Regions from separate parts of the Hordeum vulgare genome. Here region 2 is linked to region 1. Evidence: chromatin contacts called from public Hi-C data. All regions are on one chromosome and are shown on one strand. Each heading gives the region's core, a stretch centred on a gene start, on an enhancer-like site or on the middle of the called end of the contact. The rest is flanking DNA. Distances are from core to core; before and after follow the strand shown.

Region 1 (4,282 bases), core at 954-3,453:
GAAACCGGCGCGGCACAAAAGTTCTCTTACACGATGGCCCCGGTGCCGATCGACGCATGATCAGCCCATGGCGTACTTCTGGGTCCAGGCCCTCGCGGTGTCCTCATAGCGGGCTCTCTGGTTCTTGTAGAGCTGCGCGATCTCCGGGACAAGGGGATCGTCGGGGTTGGGGTCTGTAAGCAGGGAGCTGATGGAGAGTAGGACCTTGGATATGGTCAGCGCCGGGCTCCACTGCTCCTTGAGGATGTCCAGGCAGATGCTGCCGTTGGAGTTGATGTTTGGGTGGTACACCTGCATCCAGAGTTGAAGATTCAGGTCTCGTACAAGCATATATATGCAGCATTCTTCAAAGTAGCACCAAGCTCTGCTACTTGACAGTTATTCTATTTGAATTTCCCAAGGTAATATATTGATAATAGGATAGAAGCTGTTTAACATCCTGCTTTATAAATTCTCCTTTTGTGTTCTTGACTTCAAAACGTATCAAAGTAGGCCTGAGTTTGACAGACCTATTTTGTCATGAATGACAAACTTTGCCAGGGAGTAAGCTACACGCGGTCAAGGATGTACATTGCAATTCAAGCATCTCTATTTAGCAGGGGTAGCATGTAACAGAACACATCTACCTGAAATGGCTAGTAGATAACGAAGCAACTTTAAGAAAATATTTTGATTTTAGAATGGAAGACCCATTCGTCTTGAATCTCCCAAAGACACATTCAACGACTAACAGATCAGCACCAAGGTCAATACTAGAGTAATAATGAGAAAATGAACAGTTGGCAACAACAAATGAATACAGAGATAAGTAGTAAATCACAAACAGCAGCCCACCTTTGTTTGGAAATTCACTTTTGGAGGCTTAAAGGGGTAATCTGGTGGGAAATGGATGTTCACAAAGAACACCCCTCCTGAGTAGGGGCTGTCACCAGGGCCCATGATTGTGGCCTGCCAGTGGAATAGGTCCGCCCCAGCAGGCCCAGCGCTGCATGATGTTGGTGGATCCTTTTGCAAATCCATGAGTTCCTTCTGAATCCTTTTGTTCGCCATATCTGAACACACAGAATATAATGATGAAAACATAGCAAACAGAGTACATGATGCTCTGAACACAGATGCATATGGACACAAGAACTTTAAAGTGCAGAGCACTCAGCATATCATGTGATGGGTGAACTTGATGATGGAAATCTCTTATAGTTAAAGTTCCGAGTTCTGGCATATCTATGATGCCATTCATGGTCTTCTCTCTTTAATCACCCTTTTATTTTACAGCTTAGCATCTGCAGGTGCAGGTCCATCGCACCTCAATGCAGTAATCGTGAGAAAGTTCCTACAAAGAAACTGAGAGAAATTGCTACACAGCTACACCAGAAACAAAAATCTTGATCATGTACATATTCTTCAGGAATCAAGAAGATGCTACACAAGTTCTCCACTATCATCCAGGAAATCAAACAGCAATTGGAATGGACTTTTAAGCATGCTGAATATGTTCGTCCACGCCACCATGTTCCAGAGACAAAACTTAATTTGTCTCATGATGCCTTTTTTTGGCACAAATGCAAATCTACTTTTCAGGTTCACAAACTTCCAATAGTACAAGGCACAATCAAGGAGACAATATTCTGAAGATTAAAGGCCAAGGCATCCCAAATCAGGGGCTAATCAGGAATGCGATTGCTCGGTCTTTCTCTCTCCACCCCCAAAGTCAACCCTGAGCGATCGGAAAGCGAACCTAGCGAAAGTTAGGCCAGCACGAATCTTGCATTCCCAGAGACAGCAGACACCCCTGAATTCGCTGCGCCCAATTGATCCTAACCAACCAATCTCTTCTAGCAGGAAATGGCAACGACGAATCAAGAACGAAATAGTAACCCCCTTCATCGAGCTAGATGAGATGATTCCAACGGATCAAAATAAATGCAGCAGATTGATCATTGTTACCTTAGCTGTAGGTCCGGGAAATGGCTTTGGATTGTTTCCCTCCTCTGCCTCCGGTCCCCCGAGACAAGGAACGAATGAATCGATTCCGGCAATGATTGATTGACGGAGCAGGTGGGAATGGGATTATAGGCCGGCGTAGGGGGGGCTGGAATCGATTGGATTGGAGTCGTCGCTACTCTCTCCCGGCCTCCTCGTGTGCCATTGGCCGGCGCTGAATCTTTTAGTTCAAGCTTGACGTGGCCCGCCTGTCTGCTTCTTCAGGCTCTTCCTTTTTTAATCGTGTGGCACCTTATCCATGGTTGGTTTCTCTTTTTTTCTTTTTCTTTAACACCATACATACGCAAACAGCACTCATACATACGCGCATACATTCACATCTATAAATGCAGGTACGCATATCTTACTTCTATGAACACCTTCAAAAGACTGGACCGGCATATCATCTTGAGATTTATGAAGTCATCGTAGGTGTCTCGTCGTCGACGGAAACGTCTTCTTGCATTGAATGCGCATCCTCCAAAATTCTAAAATAAATCCAGAAATAATATGAGACTAAGACTTGAATTCTAATGGACTGGGATTAACATTGTCCCTCTTTGATACCCGATAATGAAAGAGGTAATTTCCACACCTTTGCATCATAGTATATGAGTGTATGATGTTTTCAAACCCTATGGTGACTTCATCGGCCTCCTTCCATCACCCCTCCTTTTTGTATCTTTACTGATTGGTGCCTTAGTTTTTCACTGAGGAAAAACTTACTTCTTGCTACAAACTCGCACGGTGGGGAGCCTAACATCTATAACAAGTATAATACAGTACAATCAATCTACCTCCTCTCTCGCGCTCTTGCGGAATCCAAGTTACTCATGTTCATGAAACTTAGCTCATGCCTTAACTCATGGAATCTTGCTTATCACCGTCATGTAATGGCTCTCTTTGGGAGCGGATAAAAACCTTACACACATACATACAGTCAACATAATATCTGGTCTATATGCACAATGGTAAAGCAAAGAACCGATCATGGAGCGGTATACCTTTTGAACCACGTCTTTACCATTGGGATCAAGATTAAGTTTACCATTTGAGGGCATGGGTGTCTTCATGGGCTTGACATCTAAAATTTCGAATGTATGGAGCATGTCTTGGATGTATAATGGTTGGTTGATGAACGTTCCCCCTCTCAATTGCTTCACTTGAAATCCTAGGAAGAACTTCAACTCTCCCATCATGCTCATGGAAAATTCATTGGTCATAAGATTCTCAAACTCAACGTTAATAGCATGGTTAATGGACTCAAAAATAATATCATCAACATATATTTGGCACACAATCGATTCTCCTTTTACCCTCTTCATGAAGAGAGTGGAATCTATCAACCCGATCTGAAACCCCTTCTCGCATAGAAACATCGTAAGGTGATCATACCAAGCACGAGGTGCTTGTTTAAGTCCATAGAGTGCCTTATGCAGTTCATATACGTGAGTGGGGTGTTCGGGATTTTTGAAACTCGGACGTTGCTTAAATACACCAACCCTTTAAGAGGACCACTAAGAAAAGGACGCTTCACATCCATTTGATATAATTTTAAATTATGATGCAATGCCTATGCAAGCAAGATACGAATGGACTCAAGAAGGGCAACATGGGGAAAAGTTTCACCAAAGTCCAGACCTTCAACTTGGATGAAACCTTGTGCCACTAACCTTGCCTTGTCCTAGTGAGTTGTCCATGTTCATCTTACTTGTTCTTAAAGATCCACTTTGTTCCAATGACACTATGATGTTATTTGGGTCTCTTCACAAGAGTACATACTTTGTTGCGAGTAAATTTGTTGAGTTCTTCATGCATAGAATCAACCCAATCCGCGTCGTCAAGAGCATATTCAACCTTATGGGGCTCAACACAAGAGACAAATGTAACACCACGTACACACCGTCCAGTGGTCGTTGGTCCTGACAGGATCTAGACTAGCCCCACAGATAATTATTAGTCTTTTGTGCGCACTTTGTCCTCACTCGTGCGCACCCAAGATCAACTTCATGGTCGGTCACCCATTCTAGAACTACTCCAAGCCAAGCATGCTTAACTTGGGAGTTATGTTCAAATGGGCTTCAGAAAAATAAGGAATTCCTTATTGATATGAGTAGTCTAACATCCTATTAAGACAGTCTATCACATACACCCCCACTTAGAGGAACCGACGCCCTCGTCGGGCCACATGAACTTTCCCTCTTGGTACATATGTTTGTGCGTCTAGTCCGGTACATGTGTCATTTTGTGTGCCACGACGGGTCACAAATGTCATGGGCAACATGATCGCGCACGTGTC
Region 2 (4,282 bases), core at 1,063-3,562, 150 kb before region 1:
GTAGTACACATCATGCCCCCTGCAAAGTGCTGAAATCCATGCTTTAGGTACTGTTATGTTCTAATACCACGCCTTTGAGTCCTAACACATGGGTACCATTCTCCTTCCTCTCCAGGAACATTGGTCTAAGAGGTAATGACAAACCAAAGGTTACACCCTACTGGTCACCCCCCACTCAAGGTAGACCTAAGCAGTGACTTGGACTCATACTATAGTTATAAGTTCCAAAAGTGCGAAGAATTTTGTATATCCCACATACTTAAGTAGTTGATCCATGTTACTTCTATTTATCTCAATATGAAGACATCTCACCTCATCAACCACACTACTTCTATTTCTCTCAACATGCATGCATACATACCACTTCATCGCCCCCAGTACTGTTATTTTTATCAACATGCTTGAGAAAACTACTCATATTCTATAAATATTCTACAACCATATAACAATAAAATACAATAAGTCATATGTCTTCTTAGTCTTCATTCTCATGTTCAAATTCTAGACAATCAAACCTCATCAAAACCAATACATTGCAACTTATTTATGCGGTTAGGCGCGGGGTATTATATAGTGTACAATATGGATAGGAACATGCACTTGTGGATTTTAGTAAATTAGTACGATCATCCATGGATGCATTTTTTCTAACTTAAAAATCATCATTACATCACAATGTTGCAACACAATATATCTTGACTCCCAATAACTTAGTTTGATATTATTTCTCGGCTTAGATAATATATTATTTTCTTACCAAATTTCACATGTATCTATAGATCATTTATATGTTGTTTTGGAAAACTTATAGTTACTATACCATGCTTATATGATCGTAGGATAAGGATATTTCTATTCATTATGGAAATGGTTTACTCAAACGAGCATACAAAATAGGTTTGAGTGAACGCTGGAATTCTTGTCATTTATTTTGCATGAAAAAAAGTTACATTACTCCATCATGTGGTAATCATCTTTACATAGATGGGGGATCGGACAAAATCCGTCGTACATGGCTCAAACCTACCATAATTAGCAAGGAAATGACTAACAATGTTCTGAATTCGACTGATGTGCAACACGTATCTTCCTTCCCTCTTGAAACATAAACTTCACCTCTTCGACTAGCATTATGTGATGAAAACTATCCACACTCACAAAAGATGGACTTCTCCGCCTCGAGCTAGTCCAAGTCCATGGTAACGGGAAGCGGTGAGCATTGTGACGCTTGGGAAAGGCCCTCCATGATCGCCGCATATCCATACTCTAGAGCATCAACGTAGGAACTGAGAGACAACGGGAGAAGAACATAATGTCTCCTAAGCATTCTGCGGCACGCTGAGGCATCCCACCAGATATAGGAATTATTGTTTCCAGGCATAGAAATTCTCATGAAACTAGACATAAAAATTTATGTGAAACCAATTTAAAAAATAAGCTCTCTTCTAAGTTTGTTGAGACTTCTAAATTAATTATTTCATAATTGGTTTAGAAGCCCCTGTGGGAAAAGCTAGAAAAGGGGCGGCTTACTGTTTAAGCTGCGAAAAGAACCGTCCCTATCCTTTTGATTCCCTAGATTTGAAAAATGCAAAAAAGAAGAAGCCAAAATTGCAATGTTAAATCCAACGCTAGCAGATTTTGTTTGCATTAAAGTTCATTTAGTTGCACCCAAAGAAAAACAGATAAATTGACTACATGATTGTATTCCCTGTAAAACGTAGTGCAAAGAATTCGTACAAAAAAAGTCCATATAAGATTTTGATTTTTGCGATAATAATTCGAACATAAGAATTCACAAGAAGTACAAAGCATCCCAAAAGTAATACATCGAGGGATCCAATGTACAAATAAGGCAACAACGTAGCAAAAGTCCCTAGGAACTCTGATCCTACAAAAAACGTTACAATTTCTACCGAATCAAAGAGGCCGATACATGGAGAAGCACCAGTAAAAGTTCCATTCAGAAACGCAGGATTCTTTTCCCCTCCAAAATGCCGCCACAGATTCGGAACCCCTGGTGCCCCAACGTGCTTGGGAGCAGGAGATGATGCCCAAAAGCCGGGCTCGCTCGCTCGGGGGAATCAAATCCCAACTTTGACCCGACTCGCTCGCTCGGACGCTGAGCCGAGACCCCCACACCCCCCGTGGGTGGGAAAGAAATAAAGAAGAGAAAATAAAAGTGAGCATTTCGAGCACCCAAACTGCTACGTATTTCCATGCAGCCCCTCGGCGAGGCCGATTAATATTTACTCACCCTTGGAAACGCGCCCCCTTCTCCCGCGGCGCGAATAAACAACTCGGCGCCCCCCTTCTTTTCGGGCGAAATTGCCGTCGCAAGCAAACAAGCCCCGTGGAGGCTGCTAAACTAATGGCGGTTGGGTAGTAGCCTGCCTCCGCGCCGGAGCGGAGCTCCGTCTCTCTCTCTCTCTACATCTCCCCTACTTAAATAGCCAAGCGTAGGCCTGTGTGTGCTTCCTCTGCTTCTGCTTCTGCTTCTCCCTCGTCTAATCTTCTTCCCTTGTCCTGGCCTGCGATTCCCGCGGCCGCTAGATTCTGCTCCAAACCACCTCTTCTCAGCCTGTGGGATTTCTTCCTCCGTTTCTTTCTTTCTTTCTTGATGAGGTTTCTGCTTCAGGCGCCGTACTTCTGCTCCTGGCCAAGGTGCGCGGCTCTCCTAATCTTCCCTTTTATTATGCTGCTTCTTGGCTTCGTTGCAGCCAATGTTTTGGCTGGGTTTTTGGTGGTTTGAAGCTTGAAATTGGACTTTTTTTTTTGGCCGGGTTGCTTGCAACATGTTTGTGTTTCGCGTCCGAATTGGAGCTTGTTTCTTAGTACTAGGATTCGTTTCATGGGTTCTATCACGTTTTGGGTTTTGGGGGTTTAGTGTGTTGAATTTGGCCAAGGAATTTTGCATTTGCTCCGGTTGTTCTTGCGTGCTTTCCCCTACCAAGATTCCTTGCCTTCTCTTTTTCTGTTCTTCGTATGTGCACGAGCAAATTGTGCTGCCAATTTGGGTGTGGAGTTTGTTTCCGTAGCCGATGAGCTCAAATTCCGGCGAATTTGCAGGGATATCGCGACCCAAATCTTCTCCATCGACATGTGAAGCCCACCCAACATCTCGAAAGCACACAACGGCCACCGCCGCCGCCGGCATCTCCGTTTTCCTCCTTGCAAGAATCGACGGCTGCAAATTGACCCGGAGGACTCGAAGCCATGTCGTCCTCCCCGCCCTTCACGGCGGCCTTCTTCTTCTTCTTGCTCGTGCTGCTCCGGCTGCTGGCGCCCGCCATTGCCGAAGCCGGCGAGGCGGCGGCGCTGCTCGCCTTCAGGCGCGCGTCCGTGGTGGACGACCCGCGCGGCGCTCTCACGAGCTGGGCGTCCGGGGCCGCCGCAAACTCCACGGCGCCCTGCTCGTGGACCGGCGTCTTGTGCGCGCCGCCGCTCGACGGCCGGGTCGTCGCCGTCAACCTCAGCGGCATGGACCTCGCCGGCGACCTTCGGTTCGGCGCGCTCTTCGCGCTCCCGGCGCTGCAGCGTCTCGACCTGCGCGGCAATGCCTTCTACGGCAACCTCTCGCACGCGCCGCCGCCGTCGTCGTCGTGCGCGCTCGTGGAGGTGGACATATCGTCGAACGCCTTCAACGGGACGCTGCCCCCGGCGTTCCTGGCGTCCTGCGGCGCGCTGCGGTCCCTGAACCTGTCGAGGAACGCCCTCGCCGGCGGCGGGTTCCCGTTCACGTCGTCCCTGCGATCGCTCGACCTGTCGCGCAACCACCTGGCGGACGCCGGCCTGCTCAACTACTCCTTCGCCGGTTGCCATGGCCTGCGGTACCTCAACCTCTCCGCCAACCTCTTCACGGGACGGCTGCCGGAGCTGGCGTCGTGCAGCGTGGTCACCACGCTCGACGTATCGTGGAACCAGATGTCAGGCGCGCTCCCCGCCGGTTTCATGGCGACCGCGCCGGCCAACCTGACGCACCTGAGCATCGCCGGAAACAACTTCACCGGCGATGTCTCCGGGTACAATTTCGGCGGGTGCGGCAACCTGACGGTGCTGGATTGGTCCAACAATGGCCTAAGCAGCACCGGATTGCCGCCGGGTCTCGCCAACTGCCGCCGCCTAGAGACGCTCGACATGTCAGCGAACAAGCTTCTCTCCGGCTCAATACCGACCTTCCTCACCGAACTCTCTTCTATCAAGAGACTGGCATTGGCCGGCAACGAGTTCGCCGGGACGATACCGGGGGAGCTGAGCCAGCTGTGCGGCAGAATCGTCGAACTGG

Evidence for each region. A called contact is a pair of places that touch in the nucleus more often than the background predicts.
Region 2: a contact with region 1 is called in a Hi-C map of leaf, with 3 times the contacts expected there. The contact joins the promoter of LOC123398266 here to the promoter of LOC123398194 in region 1. A contact is called at or near these places in 2 of 6 Hi-C or Micro-C datasets (both in leaf) and 1 of 1 datasets of contacts at active chromatin or transcription factors (embryo).

The regions. Positions count from the first base shown.
Region 1 is chr5H:378,140,796-378,145,077 of MorexV3_pseudomolecules_assembly, reverse strand. LOC123398194 (ubiquitin-conjugating enzyme E2 28-like) reads right to left here and starts at 2,203. Exons shown (of 3, transcript XM_045092693.1): 1 at 1,948-2,203; 2 at 835-1,052; 3 at 1-291. The coding sequence starts at 1,050. The coding sequence ends at 61.
Region 2 is chr5H:378,295,457-378,299,738 of MorexV3_pseudomolecules_assembly, reverse strand. LOC123398266 (brassinosteroid LRR receptor kinase BRL1-like) reads left to right here and starts at 2,312. Exons shown (of 2, transcript XM_045092754.1): 1 at 2,312-2,661; 2 at 3,067-4,282. The coding sequence starts at 3,214.